Linked DNA regions of Sus scrofa: all the other regions are linked to region 1. A link is a contact called in public Hi-C data. All regions are on one chromosome and are shown on one strand. Each heading gives the region's core, a stretch centred on a gene start, on an enhancer-like site or on the middle of the called end of the contact. The rest is flanking DNA. Distances are from core to core; before and after follow the strand shown. Region 1 overlaps LOC100512907 (a long non-coding RNA gene). Region 2 overlaps LOC100512907 (a long non-coding RNA gene). Region 3 holds the start of SOX4 (transcription factor SOX-4).

What was found. Hi-C and Micro-C count contacts between places; a contact is called where the count stands out from the background.
Region 2: a contact with region 1 is called in a Hi-C map of liver, with 8 times the contacts expected there. The contact joins two enhancer-like sites. A contact is called at or near these places in 1 of 5 promoter capture datasets (liver) and 3 of 47 Hi-C or Micro-C datasets (liver and skeletal muscle).
Region 3: a Hi-C map of liver shows a contact between it and region 1, with 2.6 times the contacts expected there. The contact joins the promoter of SOX4 here to the enhancer-like site in region 1. A contact is called at or near these places in 5 of 47 Hi-C or Micro-C datasets (embryonic fibroblasts, epiblast stem cells, liver and 1 more).

What each region holds. Positions count from the first base shown.
Region 1 is chr7:17,004,419-17,007,773 of Sscrofa11.1, forward strand. All of the region lies in intron 2 of LOC100512907 (a long non-coding RNA gene), which reads left to right. Among named protein-coding and RNA genes, the nearest start is that of SOX4, 120 kb to the left of the region's middle. Within about 2 kb of position 1,878, at least 8 of the 83 cell types and tissues checked have an H3K27ac peak or open chromatin away from gene starts, as enhancers often do. A contact at or near this core is called in liver, where this site is marked.
Region 2 is chr7:17,119,709-17,123,063 of Sscrofa11.1, forward strand. All of the region lies in intron 3 of LOC100512907 (a long non-coding RNA gene), which reads left to right. Among named protein-coding and RNA genes, the nearest start is that of SOX4, 230 kb to the left of the region's middle. Within about 2 kb of position 1,778, at least 30 of the 83 cell types and tissues checked have an H3K27ac peak or open chromatin away from gene starts, as enhancers often do. A contact at or near this core is called in liver, where this site is marked.
Region 3 is chr7:16,885,182-16,888,536 of Sscrofa11.1, forward strand. It overlaps SOX4 (transcription factor SOX-4), which reads left to right and starts at 1,653. Exons shown (of 1, transcript XM_013977467.2): 1 at 1,653-3,355.

The DNA.
Region 1 (3,355 bases), core at 628-3,127:
TGACTTTGAGAGTGTGTATCTTGGGGATGCTGGATGGTGAGACGCGAGACCAGAGAAACATTAGGAGGCATAAATAATGACTTTTTCCTTTAAAAAAAAAAAACTGGGGACATAAACTCAGTGTGAGGATTTCCAATAATAAATACAATGAAGTCAAATAAAAGTAAATATTTATAGCTACCTTAGACCTTGAGACTGGAGGATGGAGATCCTTCAAGACGGGGACCACATTCCTGTCCTGTAGGTTCACGGAGCTCCTGTTTGTGACTTGAGTAATTAGCTCTGGTGATGGAAGAGGCCAGTCCTTATTAGATGTCTTCCGGGAGGAGATGGGTTTTGGGTCAGTGTTTCATCTTGAAGCTTATTGGATTTAACTCTTTCTATTATAGCATCTCAATGATAAACCACCTAGGATGGGAGAGCAACCTACCCTCCTTCCACTTCATGACAGATGCTCCTTTACTCTCCAGGCCCTGAATTACTGTGGAGAGAACTTCAGCTAAACAAACCCTGTGCAAACCTTTAAAGAAGCCAAACTTGTCATCTTAGAACTACATTTACCATCCTACCAGCAATATAGAGTAAAAGGCCCCAAAACAAAAAGCTTGTCTTCATCCTCCTGTAAATGCCAATAGTCTCCTATTCATACTGCTTCCGTGACATGTATAAGCAATGCCTTATAGTTACCTTAATTCATTTACCAGGCTGAAAAGCCCTTACACGAAGGTCAGGGAATCTTTTCTAACGCAACTTCATAGTCCTTTTATGAGAAAGGATATCACTGGTGTTCAGCAAAAGTTGCTGTGCCAATATGTTAAAAGGCCAGGGAGTTCCCTGGTGGCACATCGGGTTAAGGATCTCATGTTGTCACTGCTGGGGCATGGGTTCTCTGGCCCAGGAGCTTCCGCATGCCGTGGGTGTAGCAAATAAATAAATAAATAAATAAATAAATAAATAAATAAGACCAGTTAGTGTCACTTAAAATCTCTCAACATTCTGTTTGACCTGCTTCCAACTGCTGATCAAATTGGAACAACAGTTCAAGGTTCTGTTGTCAGAGGCTGAGCTGTTTGCTTGTCATTATGACAGTTAGTCCTACAGTTTACCCAAAGTCTTCATAGCAGGTCAACTGTAGTCCTTGCATGTTTGGTTTTCTGTTACTGTTTATGATGTAGAGAATCATGATGGATGGGATTGTGGTCAGATTCTGATAATTGTGTTGTCTGGTCAGTTGTGGGCAGAGAGGAAGCAGATTCATTCATTTAGTTGCCATTCACTGACTACCATATGCTAGGAATTATTTTTTACACCAAGTATCTCAATATGAGTGTAGTGGAGCATCTGCTTATAATCAGCTCTCAAGGTGATAGAGGAGAGGGATACCTGAGTAATAATTGCAGTATCTAATGGGTTCGGTGGTGGCTTGAGAGAGGGATGGAAAAGAGGGACCAAGGAGGGACTAACTGATTCTGTTGGGGGATGGGGAGAATGTACCAGGCACAGGACAGGGTGAGGAATGAGACTGGAATGGCCCTATATTCCATCAGTGGGAAGAGCCAGCACAAAGCACAGAGGTTGGCTTGGAAGTCTCTAAGTCCTGTACCTGGATCAGAGGACACAAGGGCTGGGCATGGCTGGGGTGAGATGGAAAGGTGGTGTGGAGGCACCCTGTAAGTGTTTAAAAATACCCCCTCTTCCCATGCAGAATACTTTGGATTTTCTCTTGTAGGCTCTCTCTTGTAGGATCAAGGTGCTCTTGAATGGGTGGAAGCCGGTTCCGATTACCGGTTTTTTCAGAGTAAACATCTACACCCAGATCTCGGTTCTTGCCTGGGGTAAATAGTAACTAGGGACTGTAATTGGCCAGAGGAACTATTTCATCACATGTTATCAGGGGAACTTAAACAAAATTCAGTGTAGGGCAGGGTGACTTCCAAGTTACCACAGCATCGTTTTAGAGAGTGGGAGATCCTCTTGAATGCAAGTTTGCTTAGAGTTAAGAGAGATAAGGGTGAACTCATTTTAAGTGTTTCCTATTTTAGCATTTTGACCTGGGGATCTGAGGGCGATTAATGGTGTAACCAATCAGCGCTGTCCTTTCTAAATGGAGCTGACGTCAAAGAGTAGTGGCCAGGGGTGTAAATAAAATAGGAGCCACGGAGAACAAATGCTGAATCTAGGTCATCTTGCACTTTCTCCTTTAGATCCAGCACTTGTATAACCTGCATAACTGGATTTCCATGTTCTGGTGCCCTATTCAGAGACTGACAAGTAATTTTAATTCAGAAAACTCCACTTGGTCACATACTTAGTAGCGTGGGCACCCTGTTCATTCCTTTCTTCAGTAACAAAGGTGTTTATTGAACACCTACTAAGTGCTACTCTTACAGGTTAAATTTTAAGAGGGAGAAGGAAGATGGCACAGAGAGGATGTTGCAGGTCTTTGTAGGAGTATGTGCCAAAGTCCTGGGTTAGTGTGAGTGTGTAAGTGTGAGTGTGTGTGTGTGTGTTTGAGGAGAATGAGAAGCACCTAGCCTGGCAGTATGGAGCGTGATGGAGGAAAGCAAGGTAACTGGCCTGAGGTGTTGCTCAGAGCCAGATCACAGTTGGAAGTATGTTCAGATGTCTGGAATATACCCTAATGCCAGTAAGAGATTTGCTTCCTAGAAAGGTCAGTGTAACTGGTGTGAAGAATGGATGAAGGCAGATTTGAAGACAGACCAGTGAGGAGGTTTTTGCTGCATTCTAGTTGGGAGATAACAGTAGCCCTACCTGGGGGAGAAGCATTAGGAATGCAGAAAAATGGCTGGAGTCCAAAGATATTTAGGAGATTGGTTTTCAGCAGGACTTGGTGACTGACGGAGGTGGGGTTTTTTTTTTTTTTTGGCTGCACCTGGAGCATATGGAAGTTCCTGAGCTAGGGGCTAGGGGTCAAATTGGAGCTGCAGCTAAGGCCTATGCCCCAGCCACAGCAACGCCAGATCCGAGCCCCATCTGCAAACTATGTCAGAGTTCACGGCAACACCATAGCCTCAACCCACTGAGGGAGGCCAGGGACTGAACCTGCATCTTCAGAGAGTATGTCAGACCTTAACCTACTGAATCCCAATGAGACCTCCATGGCATGCTCTTTCTTGACCTAGGAAACATAGCATAATGGGGGTGGGCCTTATTTTCAGTGTAATTCAAAAAGTACTCAACTGATCTAGGAAAGCTTTCCATTCTTGGCCAGCTCAGTCAATGTATAGATGTGTCGGAGAGGAGAGGAATAAATTCAGAAGTGTGAATGCGCTCCCATTTTTATTTTTCTCTCTCTGCTTTTGAATTTCAAGGCCAGTAGCATATGCTTCATTGG
Region 2 (3,355 bases), core at 528-3,027, 120 kb after region 1:
CACTATTTCTGAAAGACTGAAACAAACCATCCTGGAATGTGAAGGTGTTCATTTTATAAAGAGAATGGAATCTTCCTCCGAACACCTGAGGTCCCAGAATGGGTTAGTAAAGATAGAATAGATGGGAAACATGATCTTCTTTTAAATGTTTCCATTTGTTTTGTGTGTTCGTTGGTTTTATAACATCCAGGTAAGTCTCAAGGTGAAGAAGAGGTCTATTGCTAAGACATCAGCGTTTCTATGATAGGGAGTAGCTGAAAGGGATCTAAAGGATGGCATAACTGACTTTTAGACAATCCAGAGCCACTCTTGTGAGCCGGGAGGAGTTGGGAAGAGTAGGTGTGTTGAGAGCTGGCTTAGCCCGGAGTTTTCTGTAGTTGCTTGAAGCTTAGAAAAACCAGAAGAAGAAAGTCCTTAATAGGAACTCATGCAAACCGGCTCCTCAGATTAGGCTGGGGCAGCCTTGTCAGATCTGTGACCCTCCCAGCTTGCTGTGCAAGGAAAATGATCTGGGTTAAAGGAATCATTCATTATTTTTTAACCTGCAAATTCCTCCTAACTCCTACCTCTGTAGCCGTTTAAACTCTGGTAAGGGGAGAAACTGATACCTAAGCACATGTAAGAAGATGAAGTCACTTATCGTGAAATGTCTTTAAACCTTTAATTATTATGAACAAAAGCTCTAGGTTCTTTGGAGCTTGGGGTGATGTTTTAGTTTTGTGGCCGTTGGAGTTTTTTGGGCTCTTAGATTGAGTCATCTTTTGAAGATCTAGAATAACATACCATCTACTACAAAGAAATGATGGCAGTGTTGGTCCTGACACACACACATTGGTATTCATAAAAGTATCTACAAGCTGCTTTATTTTGTTACTGCAGCAGGCCTGCAGCAAGTCTGTGCTGCCCAGGGACACTTGGAAGACAAGGTCACCATCCTGCTTTCGTGGGGCCATGGGCCTCTTCGGGCCAGTCCAAGGCTGAGGTACTAGACTCACAGTCATCCTGGTTCCTTAATGGAGACACTGCAGAAATGCAAAGAAACATGAGCTCTTGGCACCCAGTAGGTATTTAGCAAACGCTTGGAGGGTAGCCGATAGTAGGGGCATTGCTCATGGCAGAATTCTGCAGTAGGTGGTGGGTAATGCTACTTACCAGCCCAGCTGACACTGCCTCAGCTCACACTTTGTGATCCTGGGAGACAAGCTGCTGGCATTTACTCTTTGTTTGTAGGCTCAGCTTGGGGTAGGGGACTCTTGGCCACAGAGACTGAGTCTTGATCCATGGTGTCCCTCTTCTTTTGAAGGCTTTTTGTCATCTGAGGAGAGTTATCCTCTTGGTCTCTTGACCCAGTTTTGGCAAAGGATCGACAGTGAGCCTCATGCCCTGAAGGCCTCATACAGTTTAACTGGTATCAGGGCGCCGACTACATGCAAGCTACTCCCTCGCTTAAGAGCTTTAAAAATGAGATTTTTTTTTTTTCCTTTGAAATTTAAAAGAAAGTGGACTAAAAATGTGCTTGCTTTTCAACATAGATGGATTAGCTGGCATGGAGGGAAGGCCTGCCTTTGAAATCTATAGGCATCGTGTTGCAGGCCTGACCCCGTTGACCCTGGTGGATTAGTAATGGTCTACGCAGCCTGCTCTGTCAGCACGTCTGGCAGGGCTTGCACAGATGGTGCCAGTTGGAGAAAATCACCGCTGAACGTTGCACTGCAGCCTGGCTTTGGCCGAGGAGCTTTGGGAGGAGGAGCCGAGACTGGGTTTGTTTTCAGACGTGTTTCTGCCCAGCGTGTCGGAATCGACCTGCAAGGATGCCAGTCTGGGTGTAGGATGCATTTGCTGATTAGGACTTGAGTAATGCTCCCTTGTCATGGCTGAGGCCCTCCTGTGCTATCAAGCAGCTGGGGTTTCTAACAGTCTGTGGCCTTGGGGTTGTTCTGAAAGGGAATTTGAAACTAGAACTGACCTCATTGCAAGGAGGCAAGCATAATGCAATCCTTGTTTTCCTAGAGTCAATCAGCCTAAGGAAAATTCGAGTAGGCTGGAATGGGGGGCGGGGCACAGGGAGTCTTTAAAGTTTGAGTAATCACCTTAACGTGGGGGTAAAGAGAATTTTATTCTAGAGAGAAGCATACATGACCTCTGTCCTTGCAGCTGCCACCAGTGCCTGGGTCGTCAAGTGGTACCCTGAGAGTTTATAATTAACCCTCCTTGTGTTGGGATCAGTCATAGAAATGCTCCTTAAAGACACTGAGGAAAAGAACTTCATTGAGGTGTATGTAGTCTGTCCACAAAGTTGAACTGAGCTGAAACTGTAAGTCTGCTCTTCGAATGAGACCTTGTATTCTTGGAAAAATCTGCTCGGCCTTGCTTTGATAGTCCAGTATTAAGGAAGTGTATCCTCCTAAAATATTTGCATCTGAGCTATGTTTCAGCAGGTCGAGGCTGAACAGGCAAAAAAAAAAAAAAAAAAAAATCACCACTGCTGAACAGCAGGTGTGCAGCTGTCAGAAATGGCAGAGGGTCATTCAGTCAGTCAGTGGACTTTGACCATTTGTAACTTGATTTCGTGTTCTTTTTGTCACAGCTTGAAGTCCTCATCCAGGTTAGTTCTGGCTTTGCAACCTGTTACTGTTTAACAGACTGGTTGAACTCCTTTTGGGTTTGTTTTATGAAATATGTGGTTATTTCATTGTTGAAGAATTTTCCTCGGAGATGGTAATGTTGGGAGACGGGAGCTGCTTTTTTCAGTTCTTGCTTCAGAAAAGTTGACAGCGGCTTCCTGAAGGGCATTATTATTATTATTATTATTTTTTCCCCCAGTGACATAAGGAAGTGGATCCTGCATAGTGCATGCTAGTGCTTTCGAAATGGGCATATAGGGGCCTGGCCTGGGTGTGGGGAGTCGGGGCTCAGAAAGAAGGAAAAGGGCGTGACCTCCCGTGCATGGTGGGCGCACCTGCAGCACAGCAGTGCTTGCTGGAGTCTGGAAGGGAGAGCCTCAGGGAGGGTCTTTAATCTGACGGAAGTCTAGCTCTTCCTGGTTAATAGGGCATAGCTCAGGCCGGGATAGCTTTATGGACTAGACGTGAGGAAGGTCAAGGACTGCCAAGTGTGTGTGTGTGTTGGGGTGGGGAGGACACCGGGCGGGGGGTGATGAAATGCACTGGCAAGAGGAAGATGAGTTCAATTTTGAGCTGTTTGTACTTGAAATGTCCCTTAGGTCCTTGGGGTATTGGGGTCAGGATGGGAGCAGAGAGGTCTGGTGTAGAGAGAAACTTAGGAGTTGTCAACAGTAGCCTGCTCCAAAGCCCCAGGAGTGAGTAAGGCTGTGCAGAGTGTTAAGAGAAATGGG
Region 3 (3,355 bases), core at 403-2,902, 120 kb before region 1:
ACGATTCCCTCGCCTTTACAGCACGGGAGGCGGCACCGAGGCAGGCTGGCCTCTTCGAAATCCCTGGAGAAGGGACGCTTGAAGGTTTGGGTGCAACCAATTGTCAACCTCCCTTCGTCCTATACAGCCTTTTCCTCCCCCCGCCCGCCGCGCACACGCCCTGCTCTGCCCTCTTGATCGGGCAGCTGCCGGCTCAGTGGAACCGGGGAGGGAGTGCCCAGCCGGTGTACGAATGCCGCATGCCAGCCGGAGCGTGGGTTCCAGACGCACAGCGCGCACGGAACATTTAGGCGTCCAAAGCGAAGGCGCGGGGGAAGCCAGGGGGCCGAGTGGCTGTCAGTTCCGGTCAGGGACGGAACTGGGCACCATAGCCAGGGGCCCAGCTGGCCCTGTGGAGAGGGGAAATGTAGAAGCCGAGCACCCGGGAAACCACCCCCCGGCTAGAGGCGGCCAGTTGCAACTTCAAAGGAGGGCTAGGAGCTGGCGAGGGCGCGGGGGCGTGTGTGTGTGTGTGTGTGTGTGTGTGTGTGTTCAGCTTCTTCCCCGGTCGTAAACCTAAACGGAAGACGGGTGTTAAAGTACTGCTGACAGGATCGCCTGAAACATGTTTACAGTAGGAAAGACTTTCCTCCAAAAAGCACAGCCTGAGTCGATTCCAATTTATTTCCTCCCTGTAACCATAATCGCAAGGCCAGTCTCAGCCGGCGCGGCGGAACGCGGCTGAGCACCATTAATCCCCGCCGAATCCTCTCCGAGCTCAGGGCAGGAAGAGCGCCGAGCCTGCGCCACCGAGTCGCTGCGCTCGGTCAGGCGTCTGGCTGAGACCATCTTTCCAGGAGGAGGGGTATCCGTTGCCAGTCCTTAAGTAAAGCGCGCCTCCTTTGCAGCGGCTCTCGGAGAGAGACTTCTAACTACTTGCAGCTTCAGCAAGATACGGACACGGTAATTGATAACTGCCCGGTTCACTTACTAGACCCAAACCGGAGCTAGCCTTGGCGTCTCCAGTGTCTGGGAGCTTTGACAAGTGAACAGGAGGCCAAAACTGTTCGTTGCCCCAAACTCGATTTATGATTTAAAAAAAAATCATCAAGATTCATCGACACACTCTATAACCTCTGATCATTTAAACTGCTACCTAAACACGTTGGAAGAGTGTGGGATGATAAGGGTTCGGGAGAGGTGGAAGGGGGAGAAGAAAGAAGTCTGACAGTCTCCACGTTTTCCCACGTCTCCATGCGAGTGCAGGGAGGCTCAGCGCTGCCACCTGGCGGCGGCTTCTCCCCGGATTGGGAGCCGGCTGGTGGCAGAGCAAACCCAGGCTCCCAGTGGGTGTGCCCTGCTCCTGCCTCGCGAAATGGGGCAGACAGAAGCTTGTATTTATGCTTCAAATCTCCGTGGCCCAGTGGAAACACCCGTTTTCTTCTTGTTCTCATGAGGATACTGAAAGGAAAGGAAAAATGAGTTGGCGCTGGTATGAAGTGCATACATAAACCTACCAGGTGCCAGTCACTGATTAGGAAGGGGTAGAAAATGGTAAAAAGTTATTAGAAATGCAGGGTTTTTATCTTTCAGTTCATTCTAATAGTAAAAATCATTCATGGACTTCATTTTACCCCCAGACCCTATTTTGATATTTTGCAAATAAGAATTACTTCCATACATTAATTTTCAACATGCCCCCCAACCCAAAGGAAAGTCCAGTTCTAGTACAACTTCATCAGCCCCCCCAAAATGGAGTGCAAATTACGTTTGCCTACCGGATTGAGAAGAAAAGGAGCTTTGGATGGAGGGTTCTTTGCCATAAAGTATGGAACCAAAAAGCCTGAGGCCTTTTAGTTGGCAAAGGCCAAGGACATCAAATTTCTCAGGCTTCTTCCCTATCTACTAAAGTAACAAAGACAAGTATTTCTTTTCTCTTTATTTTCTTTGAACTGAATACTTGTTAGGTCAGAACAGCGCCTACAATCATAGTTTCTATAACCAAGGCCAGGCAAAATCTTGCAAATCAGTGCAAATCCAAGAGATCTGTTAAACTAATTTCCCTTCAGATTTTTTTTCCCCTCACTATGCTATAGGAATATATTAAGCAGTGGGATACAATCTTATTTCTATCTATACCCCATACCATTTTATGGATTGATATTTTATGTTGTACAGGTGTGCGGAGCAGAATAAAAGAACTAGCAGATATTATATTACATCTCAAATAGTTTCATTATTAGTTTAATAAATGAAACAAGATTAAAAATATTTACATTAATTCAAAATTTGGAATGTATAGCATCATTGCTAATAAAAACAATTACTCTATTATTCTAAAACAGGAATTTTTTTTTGCAAAATTATCTTGGTTTACTGTTAATGTGGCTTAAAGAGTAGCATTAAGAATTACTTCATGTACTGCAAAGCCAGCAGAGGGAACACTGAGTACTGATTTAGTAGGGGCCACCAAGTATCTGGTATTTGGGGAAAAAAAAATGTCAGTAATGGAAAATTGGTTACAAAGCATGTGAAGTTAGGTAGTGAGAACACAGAAATCTTTTCTCATTACTTGCTATTCAGAGGCCTAATACATTCCAGTGTGCACATACTCAGTTGGTGAGAAAAATGACTTTAGTAAAAGGCCATTTGTCACATGTTTTGTTACATTTTAAGAGGACTACTAACACATAAGAACAAACCTATTTCAGCAGTCTGTGCATTCATGTATACCCTAAAACTCTTATAAAGTCAATGGAAATTACTAACAATGTATTTCTTTAATTCTAAGAACTTTTTCATTTTTAACTTCTCAGATGTCTTACAACCATGGGGGTATCAGTGTCATTGGCAGTTGTTCTCTCTTAAGGACATATAACAATAGTATGTCTTGAAGACATTACTTAGATTTGTTGAAATATGGGAAATACAGCTAACAATATAAATAGGCCAGTGGCTATTTTTTTTTTTTAGTACACACTTTAAAAAGATCTGTGTGCTTTAAACATAAACAAAACTACTCTGCTTTAACTTCACTTTTCCCTGATAATATTCACTGCTAGAAACATAAACAGCTTGGGAAATATAATCAATTATATTGATACTCACCTTGACTGAATTATCACAAACTAGCTACACCCTCAAATCCTTAGTTGGTACAAGTCCCCAAATAAACATGGTGTTTATTCTTTTTTTTTATTCTTGTGGAAATATTGATTTTATAAATAATAGACCTCTTAGAGTAATTTTTATGTCAGACTGATAACATGTACGGGTGTGTTGTGGTATGCATACCAAAGAAAATGAAAAGCATGATAACACACCCAATTTTGTTATATGCAAAAGAAGTGCCTGCGGGTTTTTAATTTGTTTGTTT